Linked DNA regions of Pan troglodytes: region 1 is linked to region 2. Evidence: chromatin contacts called from public capture Hi-C data. All regions are on one chromosome and are shown on one strand. Each heading gives the region's core, a stretch centred on a gene start, on an enhancer-like site or on the middle of the called end of the contact. The rest is flanking DNA. Distances are from core to core; before and after follow the strand shown.

Evidence for each region. Capture Hi-C pulls out chosen DNA fragments and counts their contacts.
Region 1: a capture Hi-C map of stem cell-derived neural stem cells shows a contact between it and region 2, with 7 times the contacts expected there. The contact joins two enhancer-like sites. A contact is called at or near these places in 1 of 7 Hi-C or Micro-C datasets (stem cell-derived neural progenitor cells) and 1 of 1 other capture datasets (stem cell-derived neural stem cells).

The regions. Positions count from the first base shown.
Region 1 is chr5:102,481,484-102,486,797 of NHGRI_mPanTro3-v2.0_pri, forward strand. No RefSeq gene overlaps it. Among named protein-coding and RNA genes, the nearest start is that of MAP3K7, 110 kb to the right of the region's middle. Within about 2 kb of position 2,513, at least 19 of the 24 cell types and tissues checked have an H3K27ac peak or open chromatin away from gene starts, as enhancers often do. A contact at or near this core is called in stem cell-derived neural stem cells, where this site is marked.
Region 2 is chr5:101,965,497-101,971,372 of NHGRI_mPanTro3-v2.0_pri, forward strand. The region is part of intron 4 of BACH2 (BTB domain and CNC homolog 2); the gene reads right to left. Among named protein-coding and RNA genes, the nearest start is that of GJA10, 81 kb to the left of the region's middle. Within about 2 kb of position 2,550, at least 6 of the 24 cell types and tissues checked have an H3K27ac peak or open chromatin away from gene starts, as enhancers often do. A contact at or near this core is called in stem cell-derived neural stem cells, where this site is marked.

The sequences.
Region 1 (5,314 bases), core at 1,263-3,762, 520 kb after region 2:
AGCAGTCATGGAGGGCAGGACAGAGGTGGACGTGGGAGCACTAGTGGACAGGCCATGTGTACATGGAGGATACTCAAAAGGCAAGGACTGCCTGACACTTGCAAACCCGCACCAACCACCTCCTGCCTCTAGGGCGCCAGGCTCTTGAAGAAATATATACTTACCCATTTTTGAAAGGTTGACGGGTCTTCTGAGCGTTTGAAGGGGTATTTTCTGTTGTTCAATTGTGAACACATTTGGTTGCAGTTTTGAAGGCTTTTCCTCTAGAACTTTTCATGTCCTATTAGCTGATAACACTCCTGAGCATGAATGTCTCTGTGCTACTGCCCTCTAGGTGTGTTGGAAAAAATAGAGTGCTAATCCCACGCACCTGCTTTCAATTCGGCCCACATGAGTTTGGTGCCGGAGGTTTGTTCACTCTGAATATTTATATGCAATCTTCAAAACCTGCATTTTTTTACGCTAACACATCTCTGCTGTCGGCATCTTAATGTATACACACACACACACACACACACACACATCGGGGCTCCATAGTCCTACCATTTGTGTTCTCAAAGGGAAGAGTTGGCGAGGGTGAGCTAGGATGACCACTAGATGACAGTATATAAAACACCTCTTAGGTGCTCAGGTGAACGAAGTTTGAATACTGCCCAGAGCTGCGATTCCCAGATTCTGATCTGTAAAATTTTTTAAAAAGGAAAAGAAGGCCCAGTGCCTGTAATACCAGCACTTTGGGAGGTTAAAGTGGAATAATTGCTTGAGTACAATTTGAGACCAGTCATAGTGAGACCCCATCTCTACAAAAAAGAAAAAATTAGCCAGGTGTGGTGGCACACACCTGTGGGCCCAGCTTCTTGGGAGGCTGAGGTGGGAGGATTGATTGAGCCTGGAGGTTGTGGCTGCAGTGAGCCGTGATCACACTGTGTGGGCAACAAAACGAGACTCTGGGCATTCCAGCTTGGGCAACAAAATGACACCCTGCCTTAAAAAAAAGAAAAAGAAAAAGAAAACAGGAGAGAGCCACTGGCTTGCCAAGTTTTTATTTTGCCAGGGGACATCATTAGATATAAATCAACTTCCACTCCTCCCTAAGAGAAACATTTTAGTCATGAAGAAATAGGAAGGACAGAATCTCAAAACAAGAAATTATCTTGTAAATCTCAAAGTAGCTTTATGAAAAACTTACCACATTGTTCTTTTGTGCCCATTTTGATGCAGACCAGTGAAAGAATCATCATGAACAAGCATTTGGGAAATAAACCTAGAGGAAGATTTATAATTCCAGGTTGTGTTTCCATGAGTGAAATTAAGATAATCGATCTTGCACTATGTTATCTTCAAAATGAATCTAAGAGCTAAGTAAAGTTTCAGTCCAGAGGCACAAAGAAGAAACAGGGGTTGGCATTTGATAAAACTCATGCTATGGTCTGAATGTCCCCCAAATTCATGTGTTGAAACAATCTGCACTGCATTGTCTTAAGAGATGGGGCCTTTGGGAAGTGGTTAAGTAGTGAGAGCTCCACCCTCATGAAGGGTTTAGTGCCTTATAAGAGGGTTGGAAGGAGCCAGCTTAGACTCCTCTGTTGCTCTTCCACCAGGTGACAACACCTAGATGGCCTCATCTATGAGGAAGGAATGAGCCTTCATCAGACACTGAACCTGCCAGCACCTTGATCTTGGACTTCCCAACCTCCAGAACTGGGAGAAATAAATTCCTTTTCTTTATAAATTACCCAGTCTCAGGTATTTTGTTATAGCAGCCGAAATGGACTAGGACACTCACTAAGATGAGGCAAGCACACAGCAATCGCTGCATATGTACTGGGTGTGTTGCTGAGCCACCGCTCCCTCCGCTTCATCTGGGCCATCTCAGCCTTCTGTTTGTCAGGAACAAAACTGATGATTGCTAAGCCTCCTTGGCCCTAGGGATGGGGCTGTTGAGCTGAACCTCCACTGAACCAGGCCTGTAGGAACTGCATTCAGGTCCCAGGCTGGTGGGGAGGGTCAGCTCAGGCTCTCCCTACTGCCATCTTGCTTGACCTCACCAAAGAATTCTGAACCAGAACATGGGTGTGCAACCTTCTGTGGCAGAGATGGGAGAAGTGAGATGCTATGCCCTGTTAAACAATGTGCTAAACACTAATATCACGAGTCAAATTCTAACTTTCAATTAGAAAGCCCAGATTTCAAATTCTGGGGCTTGGGCAAGTCACTTCACCTTTCTAATATTCAGCCTTCTTGTTTGAAAATAGGGCCATTCGTAACACCTACCTCTCATAGCCATTGTGAGATTAAATGAGGTAATCTACATAAAGTATATAATGTAGCACTTAACTGTGTGTTCAATGTGCATTAACTAATATTAATAACATTGGTGCAGGGTGCTCCTTTCTAGAGGCAAGCAGGCTGGATGATCCTAAAAGATGCTTTGAGATGCGTGCTAAACATCATGTTTTGGAAGAAATTTGCTGCCAGTAAATCCCTACCTCTGAGTCTCTGGTTTCGTTTTAACAGCTCGTACTCTACAGGTGGTCACAACGCGGAAGGGATTAGAGTGTTTGCAGCCTGGGGAGTTGCTTCTGTAGTTGAGGAGATCTGGAGAGTCGCCTTCTGGATCGAGTGGCCCTGCTTATTCATAAGGATGGAAATGACTTGGTATTTAAACAGTGGGGAGTCCAGTTAAGCTCTCCTCTCATTGACTATATTCAAGATCCCATAGTAGGTATCTCCCCAGCAAAACTACACAGCCTCTGGTGAGGCTGGAGAGCACAGAGAAAACTCCAGATTACCAAACACACTGACAGTGACACCACACACTGGAGCTGTGCGGTGACTCACCCTGCCTGGGTAGGAAAACTCTCCCGTCACTGCTGTGAGCAGGCAACGTTAAGGGGTCCTTGGAAGGCTGTGCTTGTACTGCCATCTAGTGGTTTAAAAAAGTAAGGCTCGCTTTGGGAAGGGTCCTGGATCCCGTAGTCCGAGCTGTGCAGTCAATCACTAAGCACTAGCATCTTCCTCATGAAAATTTAGTAAGATGAATATTTTATTGAACACTTGGCATGCTAATTTCCTAATTTAATTTCATCATTCCCCCCACAAAGCACTGAAAAGTTTGTGTGAGAGTCAAAATAGAGTGAAGAGCGCCAGCCTAGGAGTTCGAAGGCTCCTTTGAGTGACAACTCCCAATATAACTTGGAGGAAGTGGCTTAAACCTTCTGTTTTCTCTAGGAAAAAAATGGAAGTTAATTCCCCAAGTGTACCTCTCAGTAAATGGCTGGGAGGTTGAAATGTGGAGCCACTTGTTCTCCTCTTTCTAACATGCTGCTTCCCTGGCCCCATGTTCTCTGGCTTCTAAGCACACGTTCTTTGCATTTCTTTTTAATTTCTGAATTTCAGGGAAGTAGTCTTTATCTATGGAGACCCTTTGGTTTCGGAATGTGGGTTTTTCCCTTGAATCAACTGCCCCAAGAATATCAAACAATGCTTACATGGGCCTGTTCTCTGTGGGTGCTTTTCTCCTTGACATAGCAACAGTTACACCAGCTCTACCCCAAAATGTGCCAAGCTCTTGATACACAAAATTTGGGTGTTGTGTTGAAGTGATAGGTTCAAGATCCTAAGGGTCAATAGTCTGTAAACCTACTGTTAGGGAATTTTAAACTTCTCCAGTGTGGTGTGTGAGCGCAAAGGAGCATAGGACAGGAACTCCAAAGACCTTGGTCTACTCTCCAAGTAGACCTTTGATTCTGGGCTCCTCACTTAACATCAGCACCTTCATCTGTAAAATGGGACTATATAATAAGAACTTGTCAGGATTGCTAAGGCGATCCAGTGAGGTAATGTTTGAGACAGTTATGTGTAAAGCAGAGAGGCCTGTACTGGTGTTAGTTACTGTCTTTACGATTGTTTCCTCATTTGGCACCTCTTCTATAGCAATTACGGTACTGGATTTGGGGTAACCACCACTACCTCAGGTTTACTAGGTGTATGTGTTTTTCCCTTCCAGATTTACTGTATTTAAACAATTGATGGATCCACCTACTGTCCTTATTTGAAGATGATGTAGTCACAGCCTATGTGGTTTTGTGAGCCAGCAAAGAATAGTTTAATGGTTCAATTAGCTCCTTGAGGAGATACATGGTGGTTGAGATATGCCAAATAAGCAGCATGCAACCTCTGTGGGGAGAAAAGAAGTCAGCCGACTTCTTGTGAAGACACAGCTTCCTGCAGAGCCAGATGTAGCTCGCGTTTTCCTCTTGCTTGTTCCCAATAGCAGTGCTCAGGGGGGATAAACTTTACTTAACCTAATTAATTTTAATCACAGCTTTCAAATCTCATACTGTGAAAAGAATTACAAATTGGAATACATTAATAGAAGCCATAGTTTATGCTGCAAGCTAATCATGAAATGTGCATTTACATTTTCTGCATGAGTTTGCAATTACCATTAAAATAAAATTCCGTTATATCCTTTTAAATTACCAAAATGTGAAGAGCAGATTGAGCCAGGCCCATTTTTGTGCTACGTTACTAGAGGAGTGTCTAAATTCCCAAGAATTAGATGGCTTCCTCCATCTGAGTTGCAGTGAGGAATGATTTCCAGTTGTCTGCTTTGGGCAATTTCCGTTTTTAAATAAAAATCTTTTAAACTGATTGTACAAATGTCTCACCCGCTTTAACAAGTAGCCCTTTAAATTTAGTACAGAGAAGAAATTTCATGTGTATGTAAAAATTATGTGTGTGTATACATACGTATATCTACATATGAATGATATATGCATGTAATTTTTCATTTAAGTTCCATGTAAATTTTCATGGAGGTATACATGGAAGTAAATGCCAGCTGGTTCCTCAGAGGATCTGAGGCATTTAGAGGAAACACGGAGGGTATAAAAATAAAATTTTAATAAAGAATTAGCTCCCAAATTAGAATAGAATGGCGAGACGTCTGCAGAGTCAGCATGACTTCTATGTGTGGAGGACTTGGCAGTTTTGCCCCTCTTTCACACGCGTCATCTTGCTCGGTCCTCGCAGCAATGATCCTGAGGTGGGCAGCACAGGTGTGATTTGATTGTCTCCATTTTACAGATGAGGAGACTGAGAGCACATCAGTGAGGAGCAGAGTGGGTCTGTCAACTCCAGGCGGAGACTCTTTCGGCAGGGAGGCTCCCTCCATCTAGAGACACAATTTTTAAACTATCAGAACTCAGTAAGGAGGGACAAGTAGGGATAAGCAGTGACTGACCACCTGTTAACATCATCCTGATACCTAAATAAAAGTGATGTAAAACACCATGGGGTGAATGTGCCT
Region 2 (5,876 bases), core at 1,300-3,799:
ATGGTACCTTGGAGGCTGTTCTGGGCCATCTATTTTGAACATGGCTTGGGACTGTTATGAAAGACCTCATTATTTATAGCTCGTAACTGGGAAAACACCTTTTCTCCTAGAAATAAAGATATCCAAACTTCCTGAAAATGAACCTTTGGTTTTTGACAAATACCAAGGCTCAAGAACACCAGGTGTTCTTGTTCTGGGTGAATCAAACTATTTCTGAGTATACCTTTAAGGATGTGAGTTAAAGCACCTACAGCATCCTGGGTGTTCCAGTATTTGGATGGAATTTTAGTCACTGAGGTTGCAAATCAGAAACCTAAGAAACCTTAAGGAAAAACAAGCCCTCCAGTTTCCTTGCACTATTAGAGCAAGAAATGTCTGGTTCATGGCAGGGAGGATTCATAGAGCTCATCCACAGTAGTTTAATGGCACCTTCCCAGAGAAGCGTAGCTTTGAAAACCTCAACTAAGCTAGCAGGTGTCTGGATGGCATCGTCATTTCTTTCTTTAACAAGCGTGGGAGGCCAGGGCTTAAGAATCTCTAGGTAGAGGCACCATTGTGGTAAAAATACAGAGACTCAAAGCAAAAGGGAAAACTAATACTGCTTTTATATCCCACTTCTGTGCTCATGAACTCTCCTCTCTGTTGATGCCATCTCTCCTCTCTCCTGCCCCTCCATGATCTCTCTGGATAGTCAATCAAAGGGAGGCTGGAGAGTCTCTGAGTTAATGCTTCTGACATGGACTATGTTTCAAGCAGCAACTCCCTGGTTTAGAAAGCAAACCTGATTCTCTTCTGCCCGGCCTTCCAAATTTCCCCCAAATCTACTCCCTTTTCAGTCTCATCTCCAGTTATCCTCTTGATCCTGACTCCTAGCCTTTTCTTTGACTTACTAGCATTTGCCCAAGCCATGACCACTGCCTAGATGCACTGCTGACTCTACTTCACCAATTCCAACTGTAAAATTCCAACATATGAAAACTGCGGAGGAGAGGGAAGATGGTATCCACCAATGTGGAATGAAAGGGCCAGGGGAAACCCTGGCAAAGGAGGTGGCAATTAAACTGGACCCTCCCTTCTATGACCTGGACAATAAGCACTTGCTTACAGACCATCAGTTTGGGCATTTAATCACAGGAGGGCTGTTTTGCATTGTTATCTGAATATTCCACTGGACCTGTCTTGATTAGAAATTCCTCAAAGTCAAGGACCAAGTCTTACACTTCTTACATGTCCTCTGCATAAATTCTAATAAAATCTGTTAAAAATCTGCATTGTGATGAAAGTGTATTTTTTTAAGAAGGCAATAACATTACATGTTTAGAAAGAATTAACAAAAGGCCATGTTTTCATGCTAGTTGGATGACAGTATTTAAGAAAAGTTAAATTGATAAAACATCATTAGATCACAGAAGGGCTAAAGCCATAAGTATTTTGTGTACATATGAGGCATTTTGCATAAATGTTACTAAATAATCAATGCAAAAAATTTACTTGAGCATTCACTGTGCTGGATGCTGAAGTGAACTTGGAAGAAGCAAAAAATGTAGTTTTAAAAATCTGTCTTGGGCTGGGCACAGTGGTTCACGCCTATAATCCCAGCACTTTGGGAGGCTGAGGCTGGCCAATCACTTGAGGTCAGGAATTCCAGACCAGCCTGACCAACATGGTGTAATCCCATCTCTACTAGAAATACAAACATTAGCTGGGTGTGGTGGCGTATGCCTGTATTCCCAGCTACTTGGGAGGCTGAGGCAGGAAGACTGCTTGAACCTGGGAGGCAGAGGTTGCAGTAAGCTGAGATTGTGCCATTGCACTCCAGCCTGGGTGACAGAATGAGACTCTGTCTCGAAAAATAATAAAAAAAGAATGTGTCTTAAAAATGTAGTCTTTTTGTTTTTTTTGAGACTGAGTTTCACTCTTGTTGCCCAGGCTGGAGTGCAATGGTGTGATCTTGGCTCACTGCAACCTCCTCCTCCTGGGTTCAAGTGATTCTCCTGCCTCAGCCTCCCGAGTAGCTGGGATAACAGGAATGTGTCACCACGCCCAGCTAATTTTTTTGTATTTTCAGTAGAGATGGGGTTTCTCCATGTTGGTCAGCTGATCTTGAACTCCTGACCTGAGGTGATCCGCCCATCTCGGCCTCCCAAAGTGCTGGGATTACAAGTGTGAGCCACCGTGCCCAGCAAAAATGTAGTCTTAAGAAGGTAAGAATTCCCGGAGGAACTCACAATGTATGACTGGTATATCAAATAGAATAATTGATGCTGACCTATCCATTGTTGAGACTCCTGGTGCAACAGAAGATGAGAGACAAGGGACGGATGTGGGCTGCCACCACTCTACCACTATGCTTGGATGGGAGCAGGTGGGGGACAGAGCGCACAGCACCAACAGGAGTCAGCCTTTGTCCTTCAAATATTGTGACCCTGACCTTGGCAGCCTCATGCTTTCTAGGAAAGGCTCTGCCATATGCACCTGGGATTAACACCCTTCTCTACCTGAGAAACCAGTGCCCTCCACCCCACCTAAATGAAACTTCAAACGGGGCTCATAAAAGGGAATGACATGACAGGAAGAGAAACGATCTGTTGGGAAGAGGCTGACAGTGCTCGGAAAACCATGGAGCAAAACAGATGGAAGAGGACACATATACCAGTCCTGCTGGAACTGCAGGATGGTGAGAAAAGCCTGCAAGCTGGCTTGGAAATGAAGGCTGGGTGAGTTGAGTGAGCAAAACTGGTTCATCCTTAACCTGCTAAGTTAGAGTAAGAGAATTTTAGATGGTGGGGGTTGGGGGATGACTGTCTTTTAGATCGGGTTGGAAAAAATAAAAATCCTCTTCTACACTAAAGTAGGAAAGACCACAGAGTTAGCAAAGAAGGCATTTCAGAAAGTCAAATGGGGAAAAAAGAAGAATGTTAGATAAATAGGTGAAATTATAAAGTGTCTAAAAGCAACTCCAACAGGAGAAAGAAGGTGGGCAGGGTCAGAGTTCGGAGGACGTGAAGGGCAACAGAGGCCCTGTGAAGTACAGGCCACCCTCGTGAGGAGTAAGGACAGTGCTGTCCTGCCACCTCAAGGTAGGGCCTGGCAGTGCCCTGTTCCCAGTTCTGTGCCCCGAAGTGAAGTGCCGCCGACAGGCTTTGATCATCTTTCCACCTCCTGACTCTTGGCGGGCAGAGCATACAGTCACAGACCAGATATTAGAACACTTTATCTAGCATATGGAAGGAACAGAATGTCAAAGGGGTTTATTACTGTACCTGACCAGATAATCAGGTAATTAGCACTATTAACAGAACAGATTGGGCACATTTATACATGCATTTGTATATCTCCGGGGAGGCACAGCTTCAAAAAAACATAGTATCAGGTGTTTTTTATTATAATGTTTGTGTGTATGTGTGTTTTTCTAAAGAACATTTTATTTCTCAGAAAGGATACCAGGCATGTTTCTTTTCTGCACTTGTACGGCCCTTTTTCACTTAGTCAAGCTGGACTGCAAACAATGAAGAAGGAAATTTGTTTCTGGCCCCCCCAGATCTTACAACAAGCACTGCCGAGCTGGCTGGCTTCTTTGTTCATATGCCCAGGCCCCCACCTGGGTGGTGCACAATTCTAGGAATATGCTCTGGCTGAAAGACAGAAAAGACCAGGAGAGGGAGCACAAGAACACAAGATATTTCTATATCTGGGTCGCAGGGAAAGTCACAGAAAGAGAGCGAGGCAAAGAGAAGCAAATGCCTCAAAAAATATATGCGGGATCTTAACGGTGTATTTTTTAGGTGCAATAAAAAGGGAATTTGGAATTTATGGTTTGCTCATCACATAGAATACATTTTTAGCAACTTATATTTAATGCAGAATAAAGGCTATTTTATTTATTAGTTTGTCCTGAATGATATCATTTCTTTATGAACTGCCAAATCTGTCAGCAATTATTAACACTCCACAGCTAGCTGCCTTCCCCTAGGTGTTTCAGTTCACCTTTGCCACACAGTAACATGGGAACAACTGCGTCAGATGACAAGCATGCAGCCCCAGGCACAGATCAGTGAGTTTCAGTGACACTACAGCACTTAGCTGGATTAAGTTTATAGGCTGAGAACAAGGTAATGACACCAGGCATTCTCCTCCACAGGAATTCACAATATGGGATGTCACTGGTGGGCACCTTTTCAATATAAGATACAAATCACCTTATCCCTTTAACGAATGCATACTGACCACTTTGCGTGGTTCTATTGTGTCTTAGGTGCTGGGGGCATAAAACAATGAATATGAAGGAAACGGTACTTGGTCTGAGAGGTTCTAGGCTGTTGGGACAGAGACAAGTCAACAGGTAATCACAACACAGCCATGATAAGAACTGTCAGTACGGTTCTTACTTACAGGGTGTATAAGTCCATTTTCATGCTGCTGATAAAGACATACCTGAGACTGGGTAATTTATAAAGAAAAAGAGGTTTAAGGGACTCACAGTTCCACATGGCTGGGGAGGCCTCAGTCATGGTGGAAGATGAAGGAAGAGCAAAGGGACATCTTACATGGCCGCTGGCAAAGAGAGAATGAGAGCCAAGCGAACAGGGAAACCCCTTATAAAACCATCAGATCTCATGAGACTTATTCACTACCAGGAGAACAGTATGGGGGAAACCGCCCCCGTGATTCAGTTTATCTCCCACCGGGTCCCTCCCACAACACATGGGAATTATGGGAGCTAAAATTCAAGATGAGATGTGGGTGGGGACACAGCCAAACCATGTCACAGGGGAAGTACAGCTGCTGGCGGAAGGGCATCTAACTGAGGAGGTGACAAATGAGCTGCAGCCTGAGGGAGGATTAGTTAGGTTTTGGGTGGGAGCTGGTGTTCCAGATGGAAGAAATGAAATGTGCAAAGACCTAAGAGAGAACATAGCATGCAGTGTGGTGTGGCAGGAGCAGCAGCTGGGGCAAGGGCACAGGTGAAACTGGAGAAGGGAGCAAGGGGACGGGCTGGGAAGGTCCTTCCGTGTCCGCCGCCGAGGCTGGCCCAGGGGCCTCACTGGAGTCTGTTGCGCAGGAGAGTATGAGGGAGACTCCTTTGGTTGCATTTGGGGAACAAGCCAGACGGGCGGCAAGCCAGTCACAGAAGTCCAGGAAAGCACCACTGTGGCCGGGATACAGGCAGTGGTGTTGGGAAGGGAAATATAGACAGATGAGAGAGGCCATTAGGAGGAAGAGTTGGCGAAGTCTGAGAGTATAGGCCAATTCAAGACTGAGAATGACTAAAAAAAGCATCATGTTGCTTCTAACTAACCAAAGCCACAACCTGGATACCCCATTGACGAAAACAAGGTATCTTTGGAAGCTGTTTGGGATGCTTTACAGTGTGTAATAGGAATTATGTACAGGTTCCCAGGCAGACCCAAGGCAGTTTAGGTTTCAGAGTCAGAAATTTTGGAGGAGGATAGGGCTCAGAATTCTGTAGCCTGGGGCTTTCTTTAAATGGACACCTTTGATGTCAGTCTGTTGTTTCAGTTTCTGCCTAATGTAGGATTTTTAAAAACAGCACACTTTCCCAGTAAGTCATTCTGATCTGGCAATGAGAAAGAGGTGAAAGTTCTCACAGGATGTAAAGGGTCTTTAAAAAAAACGACGGGCTGGGTGCAGTGGCTCAAGCCTGTAATCCCAGCACCTTGGCAGGGTGAGGTGGGCAGATCACGAGGTCAGGAGTTCGAGACCAGCCTGGCTAACATGGTGAAACCCGTCTCTATTAAAAATACAAAAAAATTAGCTGGGCATGGTGGCGGGCACCTGTAATCTCAGCTACTCGGGAGTCTGAGGCAGGAGAATCGCTTGAAACCGGAAGGCAGAGGTTGCAGTGAGCTGAGATT